2 separate regions of the Mus musculus genome follow, and region 1 is linked to region 2. The links are chromatin contacts, called in public HiChIP or PLAC-seq maps. All regions are on one chromosome and are shown on one strand. Each heading gives the region's core, a stretch centred on a gene start, on an enhancer-like site or on the middle of the called end of the contact. The rest is flanking DNA. Distances are from core to core; before and after follow the strand shown. Region 1 overlaps Rbm33 (RNA binding motif protein 33). Region 2 overlaps Cnpy1 (canopy FGF signaling regulator 1).

Region 1 (6,805 bases), core at 1,452-3,951, 200 kb after region 2:
CACTTAAGTGGCCACCAGTCACTTTGGAACGGTTCTATCTAACCTTTCTTTTTTTGACTCTTAAGTACTGATGTGCATTTTTAGCAGCTCTTCTACTTCTGTGTTGGCAACTTTGATCAACCTGATGAGTCTCTGGTGGTGTTCGCTCTTTATCTTGAGTAAATAGTATTTCCCAAATACTACCTCCTCTAAGTGGATAGGAACTGTTAGTAAGAGAACATATAATTGTGGGTTAGTTGCAAAATGTGCCTAATTAGGACAATTCAGAAAGTAAGTAGCTGTGTGTTCCAGTGTCTGGTGCTATCACATATTTGACTTTTATCATTTCCTTTAGTTGCTACTAGGTATCAACCATAGTTGTCCTCTTCCTGGCACTGGCATCACCCTAGGGCTCAGCTCTGTGCTCTGCCTCTAAGAATCTAGCTATGAGTCTGTACTGAGTCAGGCATCACAGTCGGGCAACCTGAGAATGAGAGGAGGAGAAGCTTGTAAGTGACATCTGTGTGAAAGGTTTTAGTTTTCCAGTTCACTGTTTGAATTATGGCATTTTCTTGTTGGCTGAATTCTATTTTGCTAGAAGCTCTTGACTAATAGTAGGGTAAAAGTACAATATATAGCTTATAAAGTTTCTTAAAGAAAACTTAATGTGTTTTCTTTTTGATTCTTATTTTTTAGGAGGTGGGGTGGTTTCTTACTGTTTCCTAGAGTGGTCTCAAACTTGTTACCCTCCTCCCTCAGCCTCTTGCATTCTTGGATTGCAGGCATGCACCACACACACACACACACACACACACACACACACACACACACACACACCTCTTGGATTGCAGGCATGCACCACACACATCACACACACACACATACACGCACACGTGCGCATATACTTGACCACATATGTCTGTCTGTCTGTATAATCTGTTTTCCAATGGTCTTATGTGACCTTATGAAAGGGTTGCTAGACATGCCCCCAGGGATCATAACACACAGGTTAAAACTGCTGCTTCAGTTGTAGAGAGGGGTGTGTTTGTGTGTTCCTAAATAAATAAATGCAATCTGTTTGTCCTGTATAATGTTACTTGTATTTTTCAGGGCTGACCATTGGAGAACGTTTTATTATAAGGCAGAAGTTAGCTCATGCTTCCTAAGAGAGCTGCCTCCTTTATGGCTATCTAACAGAAAATCTATGTAACTAAATTGAAAGCGCTCAATAGTTCCTTTTGGCAGTCATTCTCTAGCCAGGCTTTTTGACCAGTACTACTTAAGAACATGAGTCTCTGTGCTTAGCTCTAGCCAGCTGTTGTTATACCTCATACCAGTTGTGAATGACTCAACTTCTTTGGGCTTGTGTGTGTGACTTATAACCTGTGAGCCTGGTGTGACTCGCAGTGGGTGTTTCTTGTCTTTCATAGCTAATTTAAAAATTAAATCATTCATCTTTGCATATTTCATTTTGATTTTTGAGATAGGGTTTCATGTAGTTCTGAATTTGCTATGTAGTTTGAATTCCTGATGTTTTTGCCTACATTACCAGATACAAGAATTAAAGTGGGTTGCCACTATACCCGACTTTCTTGAATTTTTTTTAAATCGTGAAAGATGGAGAGTCTGAGTTTAAGACAGTAGATTTTAGTCATTTCTTTAATTATGTTACCTTTAAAGATGTTTTCATTCATTTGTCTTCTAGTTGTTGTACATTAGTTCTTTTTATTGGAATTATTTAGGTCCTCTTTATTAAAACAATTTCATCGTGATAATAGGAAACAATCCTAAAGATTTTCACAAGAATGATTTCTTGGGGGCTGGAGAGATGGCTCAGTGGTTAAGAGTACTGGCTTGTCTTCTAGAGGTCTTGAGTTCAATTCCCAGCAACCACAAGGTAGCTCACAACTGTCTATACTAGGATCTGATGCCCTCTTCTGGCATGAAAGTGTCTGTACGGATAGAGCACTCATTTACATAAAATAAATAATTTTTTTCTCTTAAGAATAACTTCTTGATATTCTGTGTACTTGTGATGGCTGGATCACTGTTCAGTTATGCCTGGAGGAAGATGCTGTGTTTCATATAGAGCTTGTTGTTGGCACCATATCTGGCATTGACTGCTCTGAAACTCATTTTTTATAGCACATAGAACTTGAAGCTCTCCTTCTCCAGGGTCACAAGCTAGCCTTCTGTGTGATCATCTGACACATAAAAGCTTCCCTGCTTTTGCTATAGAAAAACCCATGCTTGGGTAGTTGTCTATCTTGGCTGCTTCTGGGATTCTGTGCTGCTGCTGTTTCTTCTTTCTCTTCATCATCACCATCTTCATCATCATCTCAATTTTCTGCCTATAAATGCTAGGTCTGGTGGCTGGGAGGAGTTCTAGAAGAAAATCGGTGGCAGATTAAAGTGTTCCTGAGGATTTAAAGAGGTCTGTGCTTCCTGCTGGCATTTGCAATGGCTACTGTTTGTCTAGGGTTGAGCATGTGCCACTCACATTTTCATTTCACTGTGGAGCAAACTGAGTCTCCACATAACGAAGCAGTAGGTCCAGACATCTGGTTGGGTTCAATTCTGAGTCTTGGCCCTATTTAATAATAAAAGCAAAGGTAGGAAACATCAAAAGTTTATTTCCTGTGACTGCTGGGACCATCAGTCCTTCTCTGATTAACCTTAGAAACAAGCAGTTAAAACAAAGCCTTCAGCCTCTTCTGGCTCCTGAGAGGTGAAACCCAGCTCACCTCTGAGTGACCTTGGTTACTTGATTTACATCTTTGCTTATCAGTAAAACAAAGGCCTAGTTCCTTTCCGGGAACTATCCTTTGGTTGAAGGGAGAAAGTGGAAAGTAGGCAGATACTTTATCCTGATCCCGGTTATGAAAGATTTAGAAATTTGGCAGCAAACTAAGTAAACAGTTGTCTTCTTTGAGCACATGGAGAAGTGGGAGAGACTCAGGACCCCCACCCAGCAGGAAAGCTGGCTGGTCCGCAGTGGGCTTCTTTGTATTTGTTTTTAAAGGCTGTCCTACTATCCCGTGGAAGACCTCAGTTGATCTATGGGAGCTTGCTTTGGAAAATGGGGTGAATTTGTCCCTCTTCTTCCCTGTCTTAGAGAGGCAGTGAGGGTATCTCCGTCCTTCTCACCAGGCTTCCTTTAGAGACAGTGTGTGGGTCCCTCTTTCTGTGGGTCACAGGCTAAATTTCGTTTTGTTACATCTTGGATGAAAGAGAAAATTTGAGGCCTTGTCCCTTTCCCACATCCACCAGGGGTTTCTATCTTGTACTGCATTTGCTCCTCCACCCCCACCCTCTGTCTCTCTGTATTTCAATGTCCATTTATGACTAAGTAATTTCTCTTCCTCCGGTGGTTTATGAGAAGATTGGAGGTACAGAGTGCTGCCTTAGGCCAGAGGCACTAGAGACTGTAGCTACACACTGTATAGTGCACCAGCCTAGCCTGGGGTCTCACCCAGAGCCATATGTTTGATTTCTGGTCTCCTTTTAGTCTGGAGCAGTCTCTTGGTTTTTATGTTGCTTGCCTTTGACCTTTTAAAAGACTACAGTCTGTGATTTTTGTGGCCTTTGCTGTAATTTACATCTTATCTATTGCTTCTTCTGATATGTTTGAGGTTGTTTGTGTTTGGCAGGCTCGACATAGAAGGGAATGTGTCCTTGGTGTGGCTGTGCAGACTTGCCCTATATTGCTGAGATTAGCTTTAATGACTTAGGTGAGGCAGTGTTTGCCAAGTCTTTTCTACAGCTGGCCTTACCCACTGTAAGTTGTAGTTGGGAAGGAGCTCTGAGTGCCCCACTTACTACACTATCTTCTTACCATCCAGCACTGATGTGTCCAGTTCTAGTGTGCCTTGTGTATCTGCTCTTACTTGTTCATTTTCTTAACTTTAGTCAGCTTTGTGAGGTTTGGGTTTTTCAGTGAACTGTCACGGCCATTATTTACGTTGATGCTAGATCTCATCATGATTCGCTAGAGGGGCTCTCTTCTTATTGGCTTCTGTGTCCATAGAGAACTCTCCATTGTTCTTTGAATGTATGCTTATTTCCCTATACTCAAACTCTTGTTTGATGTGTCTCAGCCTTTTTCTGTGTGGCTCTGGGGTGGGTCTTTTCTTTAGAAGTCTTTAGTTCCTTGGAACACAGATAACAGGGGCTGCTGTGTTCATCAGCTTCTCATTACTGTGAAAAGGTGAGTAATTGGTTTTAAAGAAGAAAAAAGGTTTACCTTGTCTCACCAAGTCAGGTTTTGAGCCACAGTTTCTAAGCCTCACCTCTTCAGCGTTATACAGAGAAGGCCTTCTTTTCTCCTAGCAGCTGGGCAGAGGAAGAGAAAGGAGCTGAGGTCATCTCAAAAATCTCTCCAGTCATTAGCTTTCCCTGAGATGACACGAAAAAATATTTGCCCATGGATTACAGTGACAGACAAAATACAATTCTACCCAAATCCACCTTGGTAAGCCAATGAGTTTACAGAGCATAGAGGAAGGGTAACTTACAAGGATGTAAGTGACCTCCAAGTTGTATCACTACCATGTCCCACTCCATTGTAGACAACGACCTCATAAAAGATGCATCATGGAGTTCTACTTTTCAGTGAAGCTCCCATGTCTTATATATGCTAGCATTTCCTAAGATCATTTATAGCTGCAGGAGGGCAGGAAAGAGCCATGGCAGAATCCTAGGTGAGACTCTGGGACCATCTCTTCCATTACAATTACAATGACCCATTGTAACCATTATTTTGCCCTGGCTGCTGAGCCATAGTATTCTCTATCCCAAGATGGCCTCATGTTATGCTTAGGAAGAAAAGTGCCATATAACTGGGGCACTTTCTGATGCCCTATTCAGTCTTCCAGGAACACCACAGGTTGGAGATCAACCACATCTTTAACCATGGCCTTTGGAGGATATGTAAGATCATGGCTATCAGTGGTCAGGACACCATTGTCCTTAATGCAGGTCTGTGCTTTGTTCTGGGAGTTGCAAAGATCATCAAGTTGCAATCATCAAGGTACTGCTGAGCCGGCTGGGTTTTACTGAGATTTCCTATATCTTGAAAGATTATTGGCAGACAATATATACATATGTATATCTTTTTTTTTCTTTTACTACATTCTATTAGAGTTATATGGTAGTCAAAGAGAAATCGAATATATTTGAATCTTTGAAGTGAGTCTCTTTTGTACCTCAGGGGCTAGCCAAGATCTGCTTCTGTGATACTACTAGCCAGGACATAGGACACTTAATGGGAGGAGAGGCTATCTGGGGACTTGCCCTTCAGGGTAAGATCTTTGGATTCTAGTGTTTATGCATTTTGGTGAGGCTTCTGGCTGCCCCAGTTACTCAGGGAGGAAGGACATGCTAACAGCAGTGAGATCTAATAAGAGCCTGCAGAGAAGCCATGGTCTCAGTTGTCACAGCAGATATGACATGAACTGAGGCACTAGGCATTTGTGGTGATTGAGCTGCATACAAAAGCAGGCCTGCCTTTGTGGATGGAGCTCTGTAGTAAACTGAGCACTCCGTGGATTTTGAGTGTATAATAGGTACAAGCAGAAGTAAAGTGGGATGGGCAACATAGCAAGGAGACCTGGAGAAATGAATGGCTTCTGAGTGGAGTAAAGGAGTGGGTCTTTCTGGTATGTGTGTAGGGAGTGGGGTGTGTAACTGTAGCAGTTCCTAACTGAAGGAAGGGCATTGGGTTGAGTACAGAGAGTAGGAGAGTCTGGAAATGGGCCTTGCATAGGTTCTTTAGGTCTTAATTCTTAGAACAGTGGGAGCCACTTGAAAGTTCTGATGAGTTGATGGTCTCACTTTGTTTTGCTGGCTTAAGGGAGGGAAAAAAACCTAGGAAAAAAAGAAAATTGGCAGTTTTGTTTGTTTTCCAGATTTGGGGTTGGATTCTATTTTAAGCATAATATAAAGAGGACATAAGGCATAACTAATCACCTTAGTGTTGAGGTTGTGATGAATAGAAGCATAACATTTTAACCCTCCGTTACTTTGGGAAGTACCAGCCTGATAGAGAGTTGCACACCCGTCTTTAGTCCCAGGCTGATGTAGAAAGTTCCACATCCCCTTCTTGTTCTCTGGAGGTGCCTGCCCATTCTTGAGCCTCTATTTTTTATTGCTCAGGACTGCTGCTGTTCTGGGATCCCTGCTGGTGCTTCTGCACATACTTTGTCCTGCCTGCTGACTAGAGCTTCTCATGCTTTAGAGCTTCTGGTCCCTGCTCTTGGAGGAGCTTTCTGCCTTCTCCCCATGTTTGTCACTAGACCTTAGGACAGTGTCAAGGGCATTAGAAATACTTGAAGCTGAAGGTGTCTGCATAGCTGGATTTCTGGTATCAAAGAGGTGGAGAGGACATGGAATCTCTGCAAAACATCTGAGAGTGAACAGGATAGTTGTCCCCTAGCCTTGTGAGTGATATTAGGAAGTGAGCAATACAGGAGCAGGGCCTGGAATAACATTGGTCTTTACTGTTTATCTTTGCAACCACCTTCTGCTTTTCCCTTCAAACTCCTTTTCATTTGGTTTGCTGAACAGGATTGTTTTGTGAGATCTGTTTGCTGTATTTGAACTTTAAAACTGCTCACATTTATTTTGGTGAGAGGGTGTGCCACTGTTTATGTGTGGAGATCAGAAGACTTACGGAAGTTGTCTCTCCATCATGTGGGTCTCAGGGGTTAGAGCTTAGTCATCAGGCTTGCCATCAAACACCCCTACCCACCCACTGAACCATCTTGTCTGCCTGCTGTTTTGAACTTTGAAGTGGTAGATCTGTCACATTTGCTAGTTTGAAACTGTT
Region 2 (6,687 bases), core at 73-2,572:
TAAGATAGTAATAGGAAGGGGCCCAGCCCCCAGCTCATCACTCATCCTTCAGATAAGGCTTTGTCTGAGACACACTGTTCCCTTGGGACCCTTATTGACTGTCCAGAATAGCTCTTGTTCAAGGACACAGGCTGCTCAGAGGGGGCTGAGGGTTGGTAAGGGAACCCAGAGAATAAATAGGCAGATCTAACTCCTTGTCCACTGTCCCCAGCTCTGCCTGTCCCTGGCCTTGGCTCCGCTGCATGGTGGGCAGAGCTGTGACAGATCTCCAACTCTCCCAACTTCCTGCCCTGACAGGAGAGTAGAGCTGCTCACCACAGGAGGAAGTGTTTTTGTCTGGGAATCAATCATCAGGAACTATACAGAAAGAATGGAGTGGAGATTTGTGTGATGTGAGACTCACTCACTGGACGAGAGAAGAGCAAGACTTGGAAACAATGTGAACCTGCATTCAGTCCCATGCTGCCCACACACAGCCCTCCCCCTGAGCTCTGCCTCCACTCTGCTGTGTCCATGCTGAAGGGCTTGGGGGCCAGCATCCACTCACTCACCTCTTCCCTCCAGCCCAGTGCTGCTTAGCTCAAAGGCTTTTCCATCCCACTGGTGGGTATGCACAAGAGAGATACGCCACCAGCCCGTGATCAGCCCTAGTCCAGGCCAGGTATGGGTTCCCAGGCTAGGACCCACTAGGGGAATGATGGCACTAACTGGATATCTCCTTTGCCCACTGTTTGGAGTGTCACTTACAAAGCATACTGGACCCATTAATGTTAGGATATTTGTAACCAGGGTTTTGATTACATTTAAGCCAGTTGAAGCGTCTGTTTTTATTCTAATTATCTGTTACCCTGTGTGGGACCTGCTTTTGTATCAGAGTTCCCATCTTAATAGAGCTTTTGTTAAATGGGAGCAGATAGTCTATTTCCTAGTGTTGTGCTTTCTTCCATAACCCAGGGGTGCCAGAGTGCCTCAGCTGTGTCTTCCGGTGAAGAACAACAGAGCCATAAAGATGACCTCCACAAGATTGTTGACTGAGATCTGTTACTGCAGCGTCACTTTGGGATTACAGTCTCCCTTTATCTGCTGATTTCAGAAAATGCGCTGTGGAGAAATTCCCACTCACTCTGAAAGCTGCTGAGGCAAACCACCACAGAAAACGCCAGGAGTGTGTTGTGCTGCTTGAAGCCCTAGCCTTGCTATTGTGATGTTTAAAGTTAGCAACAATTGTTTAACTTCTGCCTTATGCTCTGAGTCCCAGCCATGCTCAATTGGCTGACTTTGGACATTCATTCCTCAACATGGGGAGATGAGCCTGCCCTAGGGGACACTTCAGCCCCCTCAGTAGCTCTTTGGGAAGGAATGTGCACCGCCCAGATTCCAGTTCTTCCCCCTCAGTGGCTGGAGGGAACAAGACCATCCACGGAGTCATTTGCTTTCCTAGTCAGGCTTCTGTTGCTTGCTGTGTTTGGAGGGCACAAAAGATCAGATAGGCTGTTTTAGATCTGTGGCCCACAATCCTGGCACACTACAAGATTCTGTCTTCCACAGAACTTTTGTTTTTCAGCAAGTTAATATTTGAAAATATTTTTACAGCTATCTTACTGTTGAGATGGGATCATTTCTGTTGTAATTTAAAGTATTTTTCTCTTTCTGAAATGGTCTTGAAGACAATTCTTCAAGATGAGAAGTATAGTAATGTTGTGTTTTCTGGATGGACTTACATTTCCAGATACCATTTCTCCAGGATTTTTCTAGAGTCATCAAATCTCCAAATATGCTTCCCATCTCCCAATTTTATTTATTTCCCTATGTGTTTAACCTTTATATCTAAGTTTCTTTCTACTTATGTATTTACCTACCCATCTACCCACTAATCCATCCATCCATCTGCCTACCCACTGACCTATCTGTTTGTCCACTTAACTCACCTACCGACTTATCTATCCATCCATCCAACCACCATCCAGTTACCCTCCTACTGACCCACCCATTCATCCAATTATCCATCCATCCATGATCCAGTTACCCACCACTGACCCATCCATCCCATCCAACCCATCTACCAAGCATCCATCCATCACCCATTCTTCCACTCACTTCTGGACTTTCTCAGATAATCAGAAGAGGAGCGAGACTGCCTCCAATTACTGCCCTTCTAAGGCAAACCTCCTGCCAGTGATGATGAAGTAACAGGAAGTAGCTTAACCAACATTACATAAAGGCCATCACCTTTCCCACAGGACAGAAGATGACAAAGCATGACCGTGACCCCTGCCTCACACAGGTCTAGGACGGGGCAGGAAGTACTTCAGCGAGACCATGCCATTTACTGTATCTTTTCCTAGCTGATTCTTAGGCCATATTTCAGCTACATTTATTGCATTTGATCTTTTCTATTCACCTTTTTCCTTGGTCTAAAAGCAAATACACTTAAGAAGAGAATTATATTGCAGTCAGGAAGTTATAACAAAACCACACTGGTCTCTTACAAGTATAGTTTTCTTGCAATAATTTAATGTACCTACTAATAGTGCCACATTCTACTGATTGGCCTTTAACATTTCTAAGTCTAAGATTAGCTTACAAGTTTATATCAAGTTTAAGAGCAGACCAACAAACATATACAAGATTGACTTCCCCCAATATCCTACCATAATTTGAATTTTGAGACTGATACACAGCTAAACTTTTGTTGTTGTTGTTGTTACATGGAACTATGTGTGAGAATAACACAGTAGGAGCAGAGACACAGGTCAGAGCTCCTGCTTTGGCTATGTCTTAGGACTTGTCTCAAAAAAGGGTGGGTGTTTCTTGTTGGGACTTTGGCTTGGTTCGACCCTCTACTCGCCAGTGAAATGGGTTCAGCAGTCTTGGCTTGTTCTTAGCAAACAGCAACTTGCAGAACAAAGCTAAGCATCTTGTTTTGGCCAGCTTGATATGTGGATTGTGAGAATACAGGTTCAAGCATGGCTTACACGCTTCCTCTAACACAAGTTCCCCCTTCCTGACTTCGATTACTCACCCTGACTTTCAAGGAACATTAATGTTGTTGTTATTAATTTTTTGACCCAGATCTATGCTGATTTTTGCTAACTCTGAGAAATTTTCATCTTGCTGCTTGGCACTTGTTTCATTTGCTTGCTTTTAGTGTTGAGTGGTTCTCTCTGGCTATTCATCTTACTTTGTATTTGGTGTCATTTTAAAGTCAGGAGAATGGCAGCCAGTACAGCTTCTCTCTCCTATGGCTACTTCCCAGCAAAGCAGGCATCTCACAAGAAACAGGCAGAGAGACAGTGGCTCTGGCTAATTCTCAATCAAACCAAGATTTAATCAGCAACTCAGTAATCCATAGGCATTTACATGAGCTCAACAAGCTTGGTATGGAAAAGAATTTAAAAAAAAAATGAGTCATGAGTTAGCCAAACAACTGGTAAGATCTAAGACCCTGCTTGGTGAGAAATCCAGGACAATTTCCAATGCCGAGAGCCTGACGCTCCATCTGCACAAAGGTGCCAGAAGAGCAGCCTGATAACCGCACCCTCTCAGCCTTGTTCCCATAAGGCAAATCTTACAAAACGGGACCCTAGGATGCATGTCCTAATAAAGCCTAAGTAAAACAATGCTAAAAAGACTTCCTACCTCAAATGCTGATTAATCTTACAGGTTATAGAAATAAGATACAAGGACCAGGTTCCCCCCTCCCGTTTTGTGGCATCTCCACTATAGCTCAGAATATGCTTTAAATAACATGTTTCTTTCCCCACTGGGAGGTAGCATCACCTGTCCTTGTATCTCTTCTTCCTTGTCCATTTGGAGCACAGAATCTCAGGGTTACAGGGGGCCTATAATACAACTAACCACAGACACTTTGCAAAAGCACAGATTTTCTCAGATTCCCAGATAAACAAGTGACATTTAAGACTTAAGACTAAGGGGAAGGAAAAAAATAGAAATCTCTTCCTTTTATGTTGGTAAAATTTTGCAAATATAAAGATTATTCTGGCCAAGGAGCCCAGTTCATGACCTAAATAGTGTCTTTTCTGGATGGTTTTATAAACAACCATTTTAGCTCTTCTGGTAAAACGATTGCCTGTTATTCATGCAAGTTTCAATGACAGTGGTGACAATTTCTTTAATTAAACAGGTGTAACCTGTACCCACACATGCTGAATAATTAAAGTTCAATTCCACTGAATGCAAATTTAGCAGAGACAATGAGAACACCCAGGAGAAACTGTTATTACATTTTGTTACAGTAAGTGTGGTAAAGGTTAATATCCCTCCACATCCAAAAATAAATACATAAATAAAAGTCCCATAAAAGAGTGACAAATCAGCCAGTAGGAAAATTTATACACTATGATCAGTGAGGGGAAAACAAACCAAGAGAGACTCAAGCAAGACAAAAACGTGTTCGGTGCCGAATTTTTTGAAACCCACTATGTGATAGCCTTTGGAATCATCTGAACTCAGGGCCAGTAAACTCTGATATGATGGCCAGTCGACTGTGCGACGTATTCACTCTTTTATCGGTTCTATCGAATCTTAGTTCTAAAATATAAGAGTTTCCAGATCTGTAAGTCCCATTCCTGACTGAGAGGGGTGGCTTTAAAACCACCACACAGAACCTTTTGGAATAACCAGCCCACGGCATTTGTTACAACTGAATACCTTGAATTTGTGGCTGATCAAGAATTTGAGAAATCAAACTGAGTTCTTCTGAAACTGCAAACTGTGTATGGACATGTCAGGCTCATTTGCTCAGACCCACCCTTAATTTCCTACTGACTTCAAGAAATAGCTTTGCCCTTTTCCCACGGCCAGATTTAATGCTCTATTGCCAACCCAGCTTCCATCCAAATATGCAAAGGGGTGTTCTGTTTTATAAACTTCTCTTCACCTAAGAGAAGACTTGGGGTTTGTCACGATGCCAAGCAAGAGATTTTCAAACCAATATCACGCATGAGACAAGAACAGCAGACAGAAGATGAACTTCCTTATCACGGCAGTCACACGATGTGGAGGCACACAGTGACCTGTTGGGCTGACTCCACTCCTCTCATACCTAGGGTTCAGGGCTGTTGGTAGGAGTGCCACATAGATCTGGAAAAAGAGTAAGGTGTCACTAACCAGTAAATCCCAGGCCACCGAGCCGTTTTTCTCTCCTCAGAAAGCCCATGCCAGCGGCAGCACATTTTAAAGATTTTCTTATTAAAAATTGTAAATACATGGAAAATTAGAAAGGAACATATTTCCAACACCTACATGGATCCCAAGTCCAGTTTCCAGAAAGATTCATGGGCCAACCCTACTGTCCTCATCCCATCTTTCAGCCTTTTTTGAGCAAGGATCATTTGAGACCTCCACAGGAATTTGGAGCATTTAAGGATGATGTATGCAGGGCATTTCACGGTTAGAGAGGTGCAGATGCTGAGTAGGGAGGCACTAGCTATTTTGATTCACATTACTTTCCTTTTTAAAGCAAGGGTAGCAGTTCTATTTAAGAATGGCTGTGAATTACTTTAGCTACATCGTCTTTTTAAGTCTCCCCTCTTGCGTTGAGAAGTCAGACAGAAGGGAAGATGCTCCCTCATTTAAATGTCAGCTAGCCCTTTCTAGGTACTTGCTATCTTACCCCACGAGTTCTTAATATGTTTCTAAAGGTTGTGATATGTAATATGTATGTAATATGTTTCTAAAGGTTGTGTGCTAATTGTATATTTGCACAGAGTGATTAATGTAGAATATATTTATTTATGTTTCCAAGAAGATCCTTACATCTCTAGGATACAGGATAGCCACTCACAATCCACAGCCTCGTGCCCGCTACCTTTATGGACACAGATGTATTTTTGAGTCATAATCTATATTATATCATGGTTTTAGTCATTTTAAGATAGCAGGGGTTGACACAGAAGATGTCATTGGAGAAACCTCATGAAGTTACTTCCCCCACTCCTTGTGTCTATGAAAAAAAAATGAGAATAAGCCTGACTCTCCTGCCATACACCATGAGTAGAGTGTGCTCAGTGGTCCTTCTGCCTAGTGCATGACACCACAGTGGCACCCACAGATCCAGGCAGTGCCCTTCCTCACCCATTAGATGACAGCAGTGTTTATAAGATTCTCTCTGCTATGGCATTTTTATAATTCAAACATGGCCACCCTGAGATGTAGACGGGTCCTCTCCAGCATTCCCACATTTATGTCTGTGCATGAGGGTGAATGCCTGAGCCTTGATATGTTGCAGAGCCAGTCTGGCCTCATCTGCTCTGCTACAAAGAAAGGGAGATAATCTAGATAAAGCAGGAGAAAGAAAAACTCATATATACAGTGTGTTAGTTAGATATGGAGAATAAATATCCAGTAAAATCTCTAGTTATAAAAACATTTATTTTCTAAATAATTTTCTAAATAATTATTTATCTCCCTGTGACTAATGGACAAGCATTCCCCCAGTTCTCAGGATGGCAACTTACCCCCACATACACACATATATACAGGACACAGCCCTGAGGCACGGTTTACATTGCTGAGATAAGGCACCGGCAAAGCTATAATGGAACATAAGATACACTGAATCTCTGAAATCCAGCTGGTACCCTGCTCTGGTAGAAAGGCCACTGTACTGTGTTGTAGATGACATGTCAAGGCACCAAGAGTTTTTCTGTGAAATGAAAGAGTCAC

Evidence for each region. HiChIP or PLAC-seq counts read pairs in DNA pulled down with a chosen protein or histone mark.
Region 1: a contact with region 2 is called in an H3K27ac HiChIP or PLAC-seq map of embryonic stem cells, with 2.3 times the contacts expected there. The contact joins two enhancer-like sites. A contact is called at or near these places in 3 of 484 Hi-C or Micro-C datasets (embryonic stem cells and pancreatic cancer cells), 1 of 115 datasets of contacts at active chromatin or transcription factors (embryonic stem cells) and 1 of 9 other capture datasets (liver).

Annotation. Positions count from the first base shown.
Region 1 is chr5:28,396,225-28,403,029 of GRCm38.p6, forward strand. The region is part of intron 15 of Rbm33 (RNA binding motif protein 33); the gene reads left to right. Among named protein-coding and RNA genes, the nearest start is that of 9530036O11Rik, 67 kb to the right of the region's middle. Within about 2 kb of position 2,702, at least 55 of the 459 cell types and tissues checked have an H3K27ac peak or open chromatin away from gene starts, as enhancers often do. A contact at or near this core is called in embryonic stem cells, where this site is marked.
Region 2 is chr5:28,198,334-28,205,020 of GRCm38.p6, forward strand. It overlaps Cnpy1 (canopy FGF signaling regulator 1), which reads right to left. Exons shown (of 3, transcript NM_001310511.1): 3 at 2,486-5,103. The coding sequence ends at 5,066. Among named protein-coding and RNA genes, the nearest start is that of Cnpy1, 8.5 kb to the right of the region's middle. Within about 2 kb of position 1,323, at least 3 of the 459 cell types and tissues checked have an H3K27ac peak or open chromatin away from gene starts, as enhancers often do. A contact at or near this core is called in embryonic stem cells, where this site is marked.